3 separate regions of the Mus musculus genome follow, and regions 2 and 3 are each linked to region 1. Evidence: chromatin contacts called from public Hi-C and HiChIP or PLAC-seq data. All regions are on one chromosome and are shown on one strand. The core of a region is the stretch at or near the end of the contact, and the rest is flanking DNA. Distances in the headings are between cores, read along the strand shown.

What was found. A called contact is a pair of places that touch in the nucleus more often than the background predicts. HiChIP or PLAC-seq counts read pairs in DNA pulled down with a chosen protein or histone mark.
Region 2: a contact with region 1 is called in an H3K27ac HiChIP or PLAC-seq map of embryonic stem cells, with 6 times the contacts expected there. The contact joins two enhancer-like sites. A contact is called at or near these places in 2 of 15 datasets of contacts at CTCF or cohesin (the NIH/3T3 cell line and large pre-B cells), 12 of 484 Hi-C or Micro-C datasets (the G1E-ER4 cell line, LSK cells, the N1E-115 cell line and 6 more), 9 of 115 datasets of contacts at active chromatin or transcription factors (craniofacial prominence, embryonic basal ganglia, embryonic stem cells and 3 more) and 1 of 9 other capture datasets (embryonic stem cells).
Region 3: a contact with region 1 is called in a Hi-C map of embryonic stem cells, with 2.8 times the contacts expected there. The contact joins the promoter of Trmt1 here to the enhancer-like site in region 1. A contact is called at or near these places in 6 of 39 promoter capture datasets (the 3T3-L1 cell line, cranial neural crest, frontonasal cranial neural crest and 2 more), 1 of 484 Hi-C or Micro-C datasets (embryonic stem cells) and 1 of 115 datasets of contacts at active chromatin or transcription factors (pancreatic cancer cells).

What each region holds. Positions count from the first base shown.
Region 1 is chr8:84,295,783-84,299,554 of GRCm38.p6, reverse strand. No RefSeq gene overlaps it. Among named protein-coding and RNA genes, the nearest start is that of Ccdc130, 27 kb to the right of the region's middle. Within about 2 kb of position 2,039, at least 5 of the 459 cell types and tissues checked have an H3K27ac peak or open chromatin away from gene starts, as enhancers often do. A contact at or near this core is called in embryonic stem cells, where this site is marked.
Region 2 is chr8:84,599,889-84,603,483 of GRCm38.p6, reverse strand. It overlaps Cacna1a (calcium channel, voltage-dependent, P/Q type, alpha 1A subunit), which reads right to left. Exons shown (of 47, transcript NM_007578.3): 32 at 1,979-2,095; 33 at 1,663-1,728; 34 at 1,445-1,560. Among named protein-coding and RNA genes, the nearest start is that of Gm32854, 13 kb to the right of the region's middle. Within about 2 kb of position 1,868, at least 72 of the 459 cell types and tissues checked have an H3K27ac peak or open chromatin away from gene starts, as enhancers often do. A contact at or near this core is called in embryonic stem cells, where this site is marked.
Region 3 is chr8:84,687,722-84,691,330 of GRCm38.p6, reverse strand. It overlaps Trmt1 (tRNA methyltransferase 1), which reads right to left and starts at 2,084. Exons shown (of 17, transcript NM_001164559.1): 1 at 1,982-2,084; 2 at 1,423-1,699; 3 at 759-814; 4 at 384-520; 5 at 1-79. The coding sequence starts at 1,679. Nacc1 (nucleus accumbens associated 1, BEN and BTB (POZ) domain containing) reads left to right here and starts at 3,469. Exons shown (of 6, transcript NM_025788.3): 1 at 3,469-3,609.

The sequences.
Region 1 (3,772 bases), core at 790-3,289:
TTTAAATAAAGTATAGTTAGAAATTCCTTGAATGCTTAGGGTGAAGGGGAGTGGAGGGCTGTAATCATTTGGTGGGATGGAACTGAAGCTGGGAGGGGGATTAATGGGTGTCTGCTGTGGGGTTATCAGGGACAATTTTATGGCTGGTCATAACTGTCTGTGACCTCTGATTACCTTTTCTCCATGATTTAAACATGGGGCCTTAATCTTCTCTGAGTTTGTTATTTCTTTAAGGTCTCAAGGACAGGCACCTGGAGAGCTCGGCAGTTTATTGGAAGGAGGGCTAGATTCTGGTGTCACAAGGCGGGGAGGCTGTCTCAAACTGGCATCTGGCTCCCTGGGGTGTTTTATTAAGGGGGGGTTATGGACAGTATCATTCTAATGCCAGGCTGGGTTTCCTCAGAGTGGCTAGAGAGGGGAGGAAGCCACGGGTTTGCTGCTGGGAGATGCAGTACAGAAACCAGCTGCCAGAGTGCTGCGCTTGCCACAGAAGGAAGAGTCAAACCGTCTGTACACAACACTGGAGTCTCTTTGGTGAGGCTTCCAAGGAGCAGGGCAATTAACTGCAGAGAGTTAGCATCAATAATTCGGGGGCTACAACAAGTGTACTCATATAAATAAAATAAATAAATCTTTTTTTAGAAAGGTGCTGTGTATTTTATGTTGAGATATTGATAAATATGAGATCTTGGGGATAAACAAGAAAGGAAAGGTTGCTGTTGAGTAGTGATGTGCTTTTGTGTCAGGTTGACAAGGGGATCAATTGTCCTGTTTTGTTTTGTTTTTGTCAACTTGTTACAAGCTAAACTGATCTGAGATGAGGGCACCACAACAAGAAAAAAATAATCTTCATAAGATTGGCCTATAGGCCATCCTGTGGGGGCATTTTCTTAATTAATGATTGATACGGGTGGCTGCAGTATATAAAAAGCAGGCTCAGCAAGCCATAGTGAGGAAGTCAGTAAGCTGCATTCCTTCACGGCTCTGCTTCGGTTTCTACCTCCGTGTTCCTGACTGAGTTCCTGCCTTGACTGCCCTAAGATGATTGACTGTGAGGCAGGTTACTTTTGGTCATAGTGTTTTATCACAGCAATAGAAGCTCTAACTTAAAACAAGACCCCCTGCGGCTTACAAGTGGCTTTGAGCCACCCAGAGAACATGCTGGGAACTAACTCAGGTCCTCTGTGAGAGCAGCAAGAGCTCTTAACTACAAACCTATCTCAAACCACACCCCGTATTGTTGCTTTTGAGACAAGGTCTGCTACGAAGCCCAGACTGGCCTTAAACTTGTGATGGTCCTGCCTCAGCTTCCCATGAGCTAGAATTGCAGACCTATGTCACCACTCTTGGCCTTTTTTCTCCATGTTGGGGATGGAGGGTAGGGCCTTGTCCACACAAGCTAGCAATCATCCTGCCACTGAGCCACATCCTAGGTCTGACAGAAGAGATTTGGCTTTTTTTATTTAGGGGGGGGTGTGTTTGAGTCAGGATTTTGTTATACAGCCCCGGCTGGGCTTTTGAACACATGGCAATCCTCCTGCCTCAACTTCTCAAATGCTGCAGTCACAGCATGTACCACTACACGTTACTCTGGCCTGGAAGATATTTAAAGCTATTGTGGTTTGAGTGTGCAATGCCCCGACACTGCACATCGGGTCTGTGTGTTTGTTTCCCAGCTGGCTGCTCTGTTTGGAAGACTACAAAACCTCAGAAGCTGAACAGAAAGTTCCAAGGGAGAGAAGTGGCCAGGAAACAAAAAGAGCAAAGGCTGGTGGGTAGCAGGCTGTGATGCATTCTGGGGCTGCAGATCTTAGTTCCCAAGCTCATGGGCTTACACTGTATTGTGTGGTGATTTTTATCCAGCTTCTGACCCCTTCAGCAGGCTTTCCTATATATTTCCGCCCTTTTCTTGACCAATTCTGGATGCAGAGTCTCTCATTCACATTTAAATTTACCAACCAAGTTTATCCCAACTGGATGACTAATTTACATAAGGACCGGACCAAATTGGTCTCTTCCAAGGTACAAAAGATGCCACCCACCCGTTGCTGCTTTGCAGCTCCTTCCAGCCCCTCCCCCTGCAGCAAGCTTACCATACCTCTCAGTAAATCCAGCCACTGGCTGGGGTCAATGGTGGACCCTAGTTCATAAGCCAAGGTGATAAAGACTCCAAGGCTCTGTGTTGACACAAAGTATCACACAAGATCACATAGTGGCAGTGCAGCTATCCTCCGCTATGAAGACACAATCTGTGATGTTCAAACAAGGGCAGAACAGCCACAGGACACATTTGTGAGACTCTGTAGGCAGAGGGAGCCTGACCACCTCATCTCTGAGTGACTCAGATCAGGTGCTAGGCTTCCCAGCAGCCTGGAAAATGTTCCTGTTCTGTGGTGAGTGCTCTAACCCAGAAGTGAGGGAGTAACATGCTTCCCTGAATTCCCTGTGGCTCACACACCTCCACACCGCAGACCATCACTCAGAAAGACCTCCATTCTACTGGATGCCCCACACACACATGCACACGCACACACAAGCACACACACACACACACACACACTTTCAATTTAAAAAAACTAAAGCGGGGCTCACTAGATAACCTTGGCAGAATCAACTTTGTGACTTTGTGATCCTCCTGCCTCTGTCTCATGAGTGTAGATGTGAATCGCCACGATTGGCCCCCATGATTCCCATTCTATGAGTTCCAAAAAGACAGCGAGCAGTACACTCATTCTATGAGTTCCAAAAGACAGCGAGCAGTACACTATGTCGCAGGGCTGAGGAGGGCTGAGGAGGGCTGAGGTGCTCAGTGAGCTCCTGACTCAGAATGAAGACATTTGGGGGCGAGGGTGGGCTGGGGGTGGCCATGGCATGACTGGTTACGCACACAGAGTCCCAGTACCTGGGACTGAAGCAGGAAGATGGTGAGTTTCAGGATAGCCTGGGCAACATAGTAAGATTCTAATTGTACATTCCAAATCAACAAGGGGAGAGTATACCTGACATATCACTTTCCACCAGGGAGTGTCCTACAAGGAGCACTAGTGTTTGAGCTTGTGACAGAAGTGATAACCGGGACATGCAAAGGGTTCCTCTCTTTCTCCTGGCTGGCCCTTTTAGGGAACCTCCAGAGATGAACATATGGCTTGGTTTCCACTCCAGCCATGCTGTGATATGACAACCTTGCAGCGTTCTGTAAAGCAAGGTCTCAGAAGACCTGCTCAATGAAAGGGAAAGCATTTGGATCCCCTCTATGAATGAAAACACAAATCCTGAGGAGGGAAGCAGGCTGGGCTTTCCCACTCTCCATTCTCAAAACCTCAATGTGAGAGCAGCAGCCACCACCTCAGAGCCAGCAGGAAAAGCCTCCCACTAAGAATGAGAAAAGAAAGGAAATGCCGACTTTTCTGATGACACTTTAAACAGTTGTGCCGACACTTGGCTGATCATCTTGTAATTCCTACTATGGAAATAAATAAATATACGGATTTAAAACATAAAAGGGAAAGAAAGGGGGGGGAAAGGAGGCATGAAGTCATTTTCCTCTGGACCAGTGGGGTGGCTCATCAGGACAGGCACTTGTCTTCAGGCCCTGGAACCATGGGCTGGAAGGAGAAAAACAACTCCTGTAAATTGTCCTGTGACCCCACAGAACACCTGTGTGTTCTCTCACACACACCACACACAGAGACATATATACACCATACATATACAGACACATACATACATACATACCACATAAACCAATACACACTATACATACAGACACATA
Region 2 (3,595 bases), core at 619-3,118, 300 kb before region 1:
TTCTTGCTTTTGGTCATGGTGTTTCATCACAGCAATGGAGACCCAAACTGAGTTAAGCAGTAAATGCCTGTTGAGACAAAACTCCTGGTCAAGAGAATAGACCTCTTCTCCTCCTCCTCCTCTTCTTTTTTAAAGGCTTATTTATTTATTATATGTAAGTACACTGTAGTTGTCTTCAGACACCCCAGAAGAGAGCATCAGATCTCATTACAGATAGTTGTGAGCCACCATGTGGTTGCTGGGATTTGAACTCAGGATCTTTGGAAGAACAGTCAGTGCTCTTAACTGCTGAGTCATCTCTCCAGCAGCAGCAGCAGCACCACCACCACCACCACCACCAACCACCATCATCATCATCATCTTTTCCTCCTCCTCCTCCTCCTCCTCTTCCTCCTCCTCCTCCTCCTCCTCCTCCTCCTCCTCCTCCTCCTCCTCCTCCTCCTCCTTCTTCTTCTTCTTCTTCTTCTTCTTCTTCTTCTTCTTCTTCTTCTTCTTCTTCTTCTCCCTCTCCCTCTTCTTCTTCTTCTTCCTCTTCCTCCCCCCCCTCCTTTTGTTTTTTTGAGGCAGGGTTTCTCTGTGTAACCCTGGCTGACCTGGAACTCAGAAATCCTCCTGCCTCTGCCTCCCAAGTGCTGGGATTAAAGGCATGCACCACCACTGCCCGGCAACCTTCCTCTTTCTATCTAGGGTGAAAATCTCACATTGCACTTGGGCCAGGTCAATCAAATGGTTAAGGGACTTTCTCTAGAAAGGTGGGCTTACCTTGGACCATGCTTAATCCATAACTTATTATAACAATGGCTTACTGCTATTAGAAACTTCAAATGGTCAATTAATGCTGGCAAAGCTGGGGAGGGAGTATAACAGAGTGGGGATTATAAGACACACTTTCCCCCCTTCTATTAAAAGTAGTTAGCCCAGCAAGAGCTTATGTTTTCTGATTTTTCCTTGTCCCCTTGCACCAACTGGCTAATCACATCAGCTTTTGAAGTGGCTGCCACCAATGGTATGAAATACAGTCAATATCTATGTCAGGGATAAAAGAGAGAAGCTACCTTGGCTAAATCATTTGAGTCTTATTGCGTGCTTTTTATGAAAAGAACTGTCTTGTTTTGTTAGTGTGTCCTTTGCGGGTCAGGGATTATTCTTTGTTTCTAGCATATGTAAGATGGTCTCAGAAGGACTCCCATCTCAAAAGCTGATCAGGAGGATTCAACTAGGTAACACCAGTGACATTCCTTCTAAGCTTGTACTCTGTCCCAGATCCTTGTCCTAAAGAAAGCACTGCTGGGAAGAAGGGACGGAGATTTGGGCAGTACTTAACTTCACCCCAACTGGAGAGTCAGAGGGATCATATTCTCAGGCAGAAGAGTAATGAACACACAGAATGAAGACAGGTCTGAACCCAACCTAAACGGAAGGACAATTCCCCCACGCCCCTCACCGGAAGAGAAGCATGAGCGCTTGGAAGAAGGTCCGGAAGTTATTGTGCTCCGTGATTTGGAATTCATCCTCGTCGCTGTCCTCGTCTTCCCCGTCAATGCCGATGTTGCCAAACACCTGCGGAGTTGGAGGGTGACCATGAGGGCAGTCACAGCCACCCTGGCTCCCTTTGACGCAGGATCCCTCCCGCAGCCCTGGTACCCACGGGTGCGGGGTCACCTGCATCCCGATGATGGCGTAGATGAAGAAGAGCATGGCGATCAGCAGACAGACATAAGGTAGGGCCTGGAGGGAAGGAAGGCAGTGAGAAAGGGCGCCACGCGACTTGCCCAGAGCCTTCTGAACTGGGTCAGGTGATCACGTGCCCCAGGCTACAGGGCTTCGGGACAGGGCCTTCAGAGCTCTGTAGACGCTGGGTGTAGACATCAGACGATTACAGAAGCACTTTCAGTGTGGTTTCCCCATTTTACCCGGAGCTAGGAGGTCTGTTCTGGCCCGGGACGGGCCGGCAGCAGTAGCGGCGGCTGTGTCTCACCTTGAAGGACTGCACGAAAGTCCAGAGGAGAATGCGGATGGTGTAACCCTGGCGGAGGAGTTTGATGAGTCTGGCAGCACGGAAGAGGCGGAGAAAGCTCAGGTTGATGAAGTTATTCTGAGGAGATGAGGAAGAAAGGTGACCTTCCACCCACCCTGAGGAGCTTAGAGTATTCAACACTCACAGAGGCCCCTACATGAAGCCAACCAATAGGAAAAAAGCAAGCCACACCCCAAATGAGGAGGGAGAGGAGAGAAAGCACCGTTAATGCAATGGAGCAGAGGGGAACTCAAAAAATAAATAAATAAAAAAGGAGTGAGGGAGAGGAGGGGGTTAGGGGAGGGAAGAGATATCAACTCAAAAGCTTAAGCCCACCCAGCCAGGCCCACTCACAAGTGGGGAAAAGGTGTGGGAAGGGGGAGGAAAAGAAAGGAACAGGGTCCAGGAGGAAATAACAAAAGAGCACAGAAAAGAAAATACATCCGAATCATCCAATCAGGAAAAAAATCGAGATGGTTTTTATTTCTCCCAACAACCAAATGCACTGAGACGATAGGACACAAGCGGGTCAAGTTGCAGAACCCAGCACAAGAGTACAAAGCACAGACACGGGCGGGGTGGGGGAAGGGCACCAGCACACGCAGGCCTAGGGGGCAAGTGCGGTTCCGAGGGCATGTTACGCTCGGGGCCAGAAATGCATCTGTCCTGGGACTCACCGGGCACCCTGCCCTGCCCTGCCCTGCCGAGCTGCCCACCCGCTCCTGCCCGCCCTGACCTCACCCCACGGCCCAGAGGAGCAGCGGCTGGAGCCAATGGGGAGAAGCGGAAGGGCATCTTTTCTTACCCCCTTGGCGAGCGGGAATGGGGAGGACGGGAGGGAGCTGGGGCTGTTCGGCTGCAGGGTGAGTCCTCGCTGCCCGCTGAGTCGGAGAAGATGCATTAGGGGCCCTTTTCCCCCCTCTCAGGGATGGCTTCTCAGCTTCTGGGGCTGGGTGGTGTCTCGGGACCAGGCCTGCGGGAAGCAGGAAGGTCTCAGCTCCCAGGGCGAGTGAGCTCTGATCAGCCCAGGGCCTACCAAGGGGCCGCTGCTGCGGGTGGGGAGATGAGGCTATTCTTGGCCCCTGGACTTCCCTAGGTGGGCCCTGCCTGTCCTCCAAACCCAGGTCTAGTCACTGCCTCTGGCCTCCCTCCCAGGCTGTTAGTGAAGAGAGACAGTGGCTGGAAACTGTGGGCAAGGCCCAGGACTCTCCAGGGGGGCATCAGCGGAGGTTGGTGATGGGTGGCAAATGACCCAATATAGCCAATGAAAGTAATTTGTTGGGCCTAAGTGGTTTTGTTTTTAAATACAAAGTTGCTAATTTTAAATTTGGACGTTGCCCACCGATCTGGATTTTTGGCTCCCCCAGGCCTCTCGTAGCTGTCCCCTGGAGTCTGGCTATATGCTCTCCAGTTTCCCGGGCTCTCTGGTGATTGGCCCACAGAGCATTGTGAGTTTTCTGCCTGGGGACCACATGGTTACGACCAGCAGGCAGGAGGCAGGAGGGAATGGGGTCTCTGGCTAGAAGGGAGCTTTCTGGTGCCCCAGTCTTAAGATCTGTAGGAGTCCTGGAGACACAT
Region 3 (3,609 bases), core at 835-3,334, 390 kb before region 1:
GGAGGCCAGGAACCTCCAGGGCAAAACGGATGGAGCGCAGACCGGAAGCTGCCAGGCCTTCCAGCACTCGTAGACCTTCCTATTGGAAGGAGGCAAAGAAAGACATGTCTTATTTCTGTTTTAATGTTCATTTACAATTCAATCAGTTCTCTCCTCCCACCATTTTACAGCACCCACATGGCTCCTAACTAACTGGATTCTGAGGATCAAACTCTCAAGGGTCTTGTGGCATGTGCTTTCCCAGGGAGCTATCCCTCTGACTGATGTCCAGGTCTCCTTTTTTTCTGGGCTGTGGTGGATCTCCCACAACCACTTTCTAGAGCCCCTCAGCTCCTTCCTCTCACCCAAACTCCCAAGTGGCCACTTCTTTCTGAGGCCCGTACCTCACAGATCTCACCCACTGCAGCAGTCCGTGGCCAGTCCCCTGGGGCCAGATTTTCATTCTTTCCAGCTGTTTCCTCTTCTTGATCAGACAAGTCCACAGCTATTTTCTCTGAGTCCTTCTCTCCTGGAACCTTGACTGCAGTCACTCAGGCAAAAACCAGACTATCAATGATCCTTTTAAGAAATTTCACCGTAACTTTCAAATGGTCAAAATCCTGATGATTCATGCAAGAAGGTGTTTCCCTGAACCCCCAGGAGAAAGGCAGAAAGAGCAGAGAGCCTAGAGCTTTCAGGAACCTAAATGAGGTGTGGATGAAGTGGGAAGTGAACTTTGTGAGTGATACTCTTCCCCCCAGGCCTGAACCTCCACTCACTCTGGATTCCCTTGGCCCCAAGATGAATTCGAGCAAACTCTGTGATCACAGCACACCTGGAGGAGGGGATGGTAGGGAGGTGGTCACATTGTATGCCAGCTCCTTAGCTGTGGCCCAGGTCCTCAGTCCTCCCTTTGACAGTTGAAAAGGTTGTTGTCCCTCCCTAATCCATAAAGTCCCTTCCTTACTGCCCCAAATTCTAGTAGAGAAATCCCATCTCAAAGGCTAAAAATGCTAACTGCTCTATCTTTAGTTAAACCCAGAAAACCGTAAGGTGACTTTTGCAAAGTCCCCCCCCTCTTCAATTCAATGTATGTAAACTGACGTGAAATTTGACTTGCAGAAAAGTAACAGGTCTGTGTGAATACAACTACAGGAATTAACTCTCGGAAGTCAAAGTCCACGACCACATTGTAAAGGGAAAAGGGGAGCCACACACCTTGAACACAGGAGGACCCTAAAAGGAATGTATAGTCCTGGCACTTAATATAAAAATCCGGTATGTGCCTTCATCTTTCAAGATGTTGGCCTTCGACTAATGCTGACGCCTCTCTACCAACTTTTCTCTTCCTTTGAGTGCCGCGTCCCGGACTGATATTCTCGTACAACCTCTACCTAACTGACCAACTCCCCTTGGCCAAGCTAACCCGCGACCCTTGCTCACGTCAGGTCCCGGTTGAATTCCTGCACCGGGTTATAGAAAACCTCGTTAGCACTGGGAAAGACGATTTTGGCGGCGCCCTCAGTGACAGTCGCAACCGGGTCCGCGGGTGGGCGCTCTTCCCAGGACCGGGTGCCGTTCTCCATCGCTGGTGGAGAGGGAGGCTTCTGGGCCTTCCGTTCCATGAACTGAGCTCTACAGAGGCTGTGGGCCGGACGGAGAGGACGGCTTAGCCACAGGATCGTCCTCGCGAGGGACATCCGCGGGCGCCTCAACCCGCCTGCCGTTTTCGAGAGAAGGGAAAAGGCATAGGGAGGTCAGAGAGCTGCATTCTGGGGCGGGGGTGGCCTCTATATCTATAAAGTAGAAACTAAAATCCGGTGGCCTCCATAACATCCTGCGTTCTCGAGGGCACTGGACCCAACAGAGGCTAAGGCCCGCGGCTCAGATTTCCCAACACACACACCCGGACAAACTTCTCTCTTCGGCTCAGGTTTCCCACCACACCCACACACCCACCCACCCACCCACCCACCCGGACAAGCGTCTCCCTTCCGCTCACAGGATCCAACGAGTCACGGTGCATGCTTCTCGCATTAGGGCCTGGGAGCCGCCATGTTGGCAAAGAGGGCGGGCCAATCACATGACAATAACTGACCAATTAGAGACATTACCTACAGTGGGCGACCAGGGTCAAGACTCTTCTAGGGAAGGAAGTGCGCAGGCTACACTACACCAGTGATTCTTAATAATACAACTCTTCTACAAGGGAGTTTCACTAGTTTAATTCAGGGCAAAAAGCGGAGGCACTCTGCACCTTTAGATGTCTTCTGTGTGCACCTTGTAGGTTAACTCAGGCTCTAGAATAGTATTCACTGTCTTTGAATCTCAGTCCCACCACGTACTCTGGGCAAGTTAATTAAAATGTAAGGCTCCTATTTCCCTTACCTGTTAAATAGGAATCTTAGCTGTCAAGGGCAAAGATTAAATAACCGAATGCCTGGGAAGTGTGCAAAGGAGCCACTCAGACTGAGTGTTGGCCTAATGTATGCATCAGGAAAATATGGAGATCCGGGATGTGAGAGTTATCTTAGCTTGCCTTGCTATATGTTATCTGTTAATTGGGGGTAGAGGGCACTCTTAATCCAGGTTGTCCTGGAGTTATATAGCCCAGGGCAGATTAGAGTTTCCTGCCTCAGTCTCTCATATGGTGAGATTTCAGGCATTTCTACCAGGCCCAACGGTACTTATTTTGTTTCAAAATTTTATTTTTTTGTTATTTTTGTGTATGTGTGCAGTTGTGTGTAAGTCCTCAAAGAGCAAAAAGGTGATAGTTTCTAGAACTGTAGCCATCTGACATGACTGCTGGGAACTGAACTCTATTCAACAAGAGCAGTACACACTCTTAATTTTTTTGAGACAGGGTTTCTCTGTGTAGCCCTGGCTGTCCTGGAACTCACTCTGTAGACCAGGCTGGCCTCGAACTCAGAAATCCTGCCTCTGCCTTCCAAGTGCTGGGATTAAAGGTGTGTGCCACCATTGCCCGGCCAGTAGACACTCTTAATCCAGTCCGCACTCTTCTGTTCTTGACTCTGCTACCCATCCAAAAAGTAGTCAGGCCTCTCTAACATTAGTTATAAGACGTATAATTATCTGAGTTAGTGCAAAATGCTAACAGAACTTCACATCGCATAAGCATCCTGAGTTTTCACTTTATTAACCTCTTGAACCTAAGTTTAAATCTTCGTATTCACTTTCCTGTGATCTTGATAGTTTACTCAGCTCAGCTCCATGAAACCTCATTTCCACAAAGAGCCTAAACTGTTCCTGGAACAACAGTTGTTCTCATTTTACAAGAAACTGAAGCTCCAAGATACAGAGCAACCTGTCCCGCAGTCACTCAACTTAGCCCGTCTACAGAACCGAGACCCGGGAGGAAAGAGGAGCTGGTGAGAACCGAAGCGCTCGAAGCGCGGCTAAGCTTGCCTAAGGGGCGGGGCCGAGGCAGTTTTCCTCCCTGCCGGCAGCGCCGTGCGCTTCCTCGGCGCTCGGCTGGGGCGGCCTGGCCCACAATGAATGGCCGCCGCGGCTACCACTGCTGCTGAGGCGGAGGCCGCGGAGGCCGCAGAGGCGGAGGCCGAGGCCGAGGCGCAGGGAGGCGCGCCCCGGGCCCAGGCCCGGCCCCAGCTG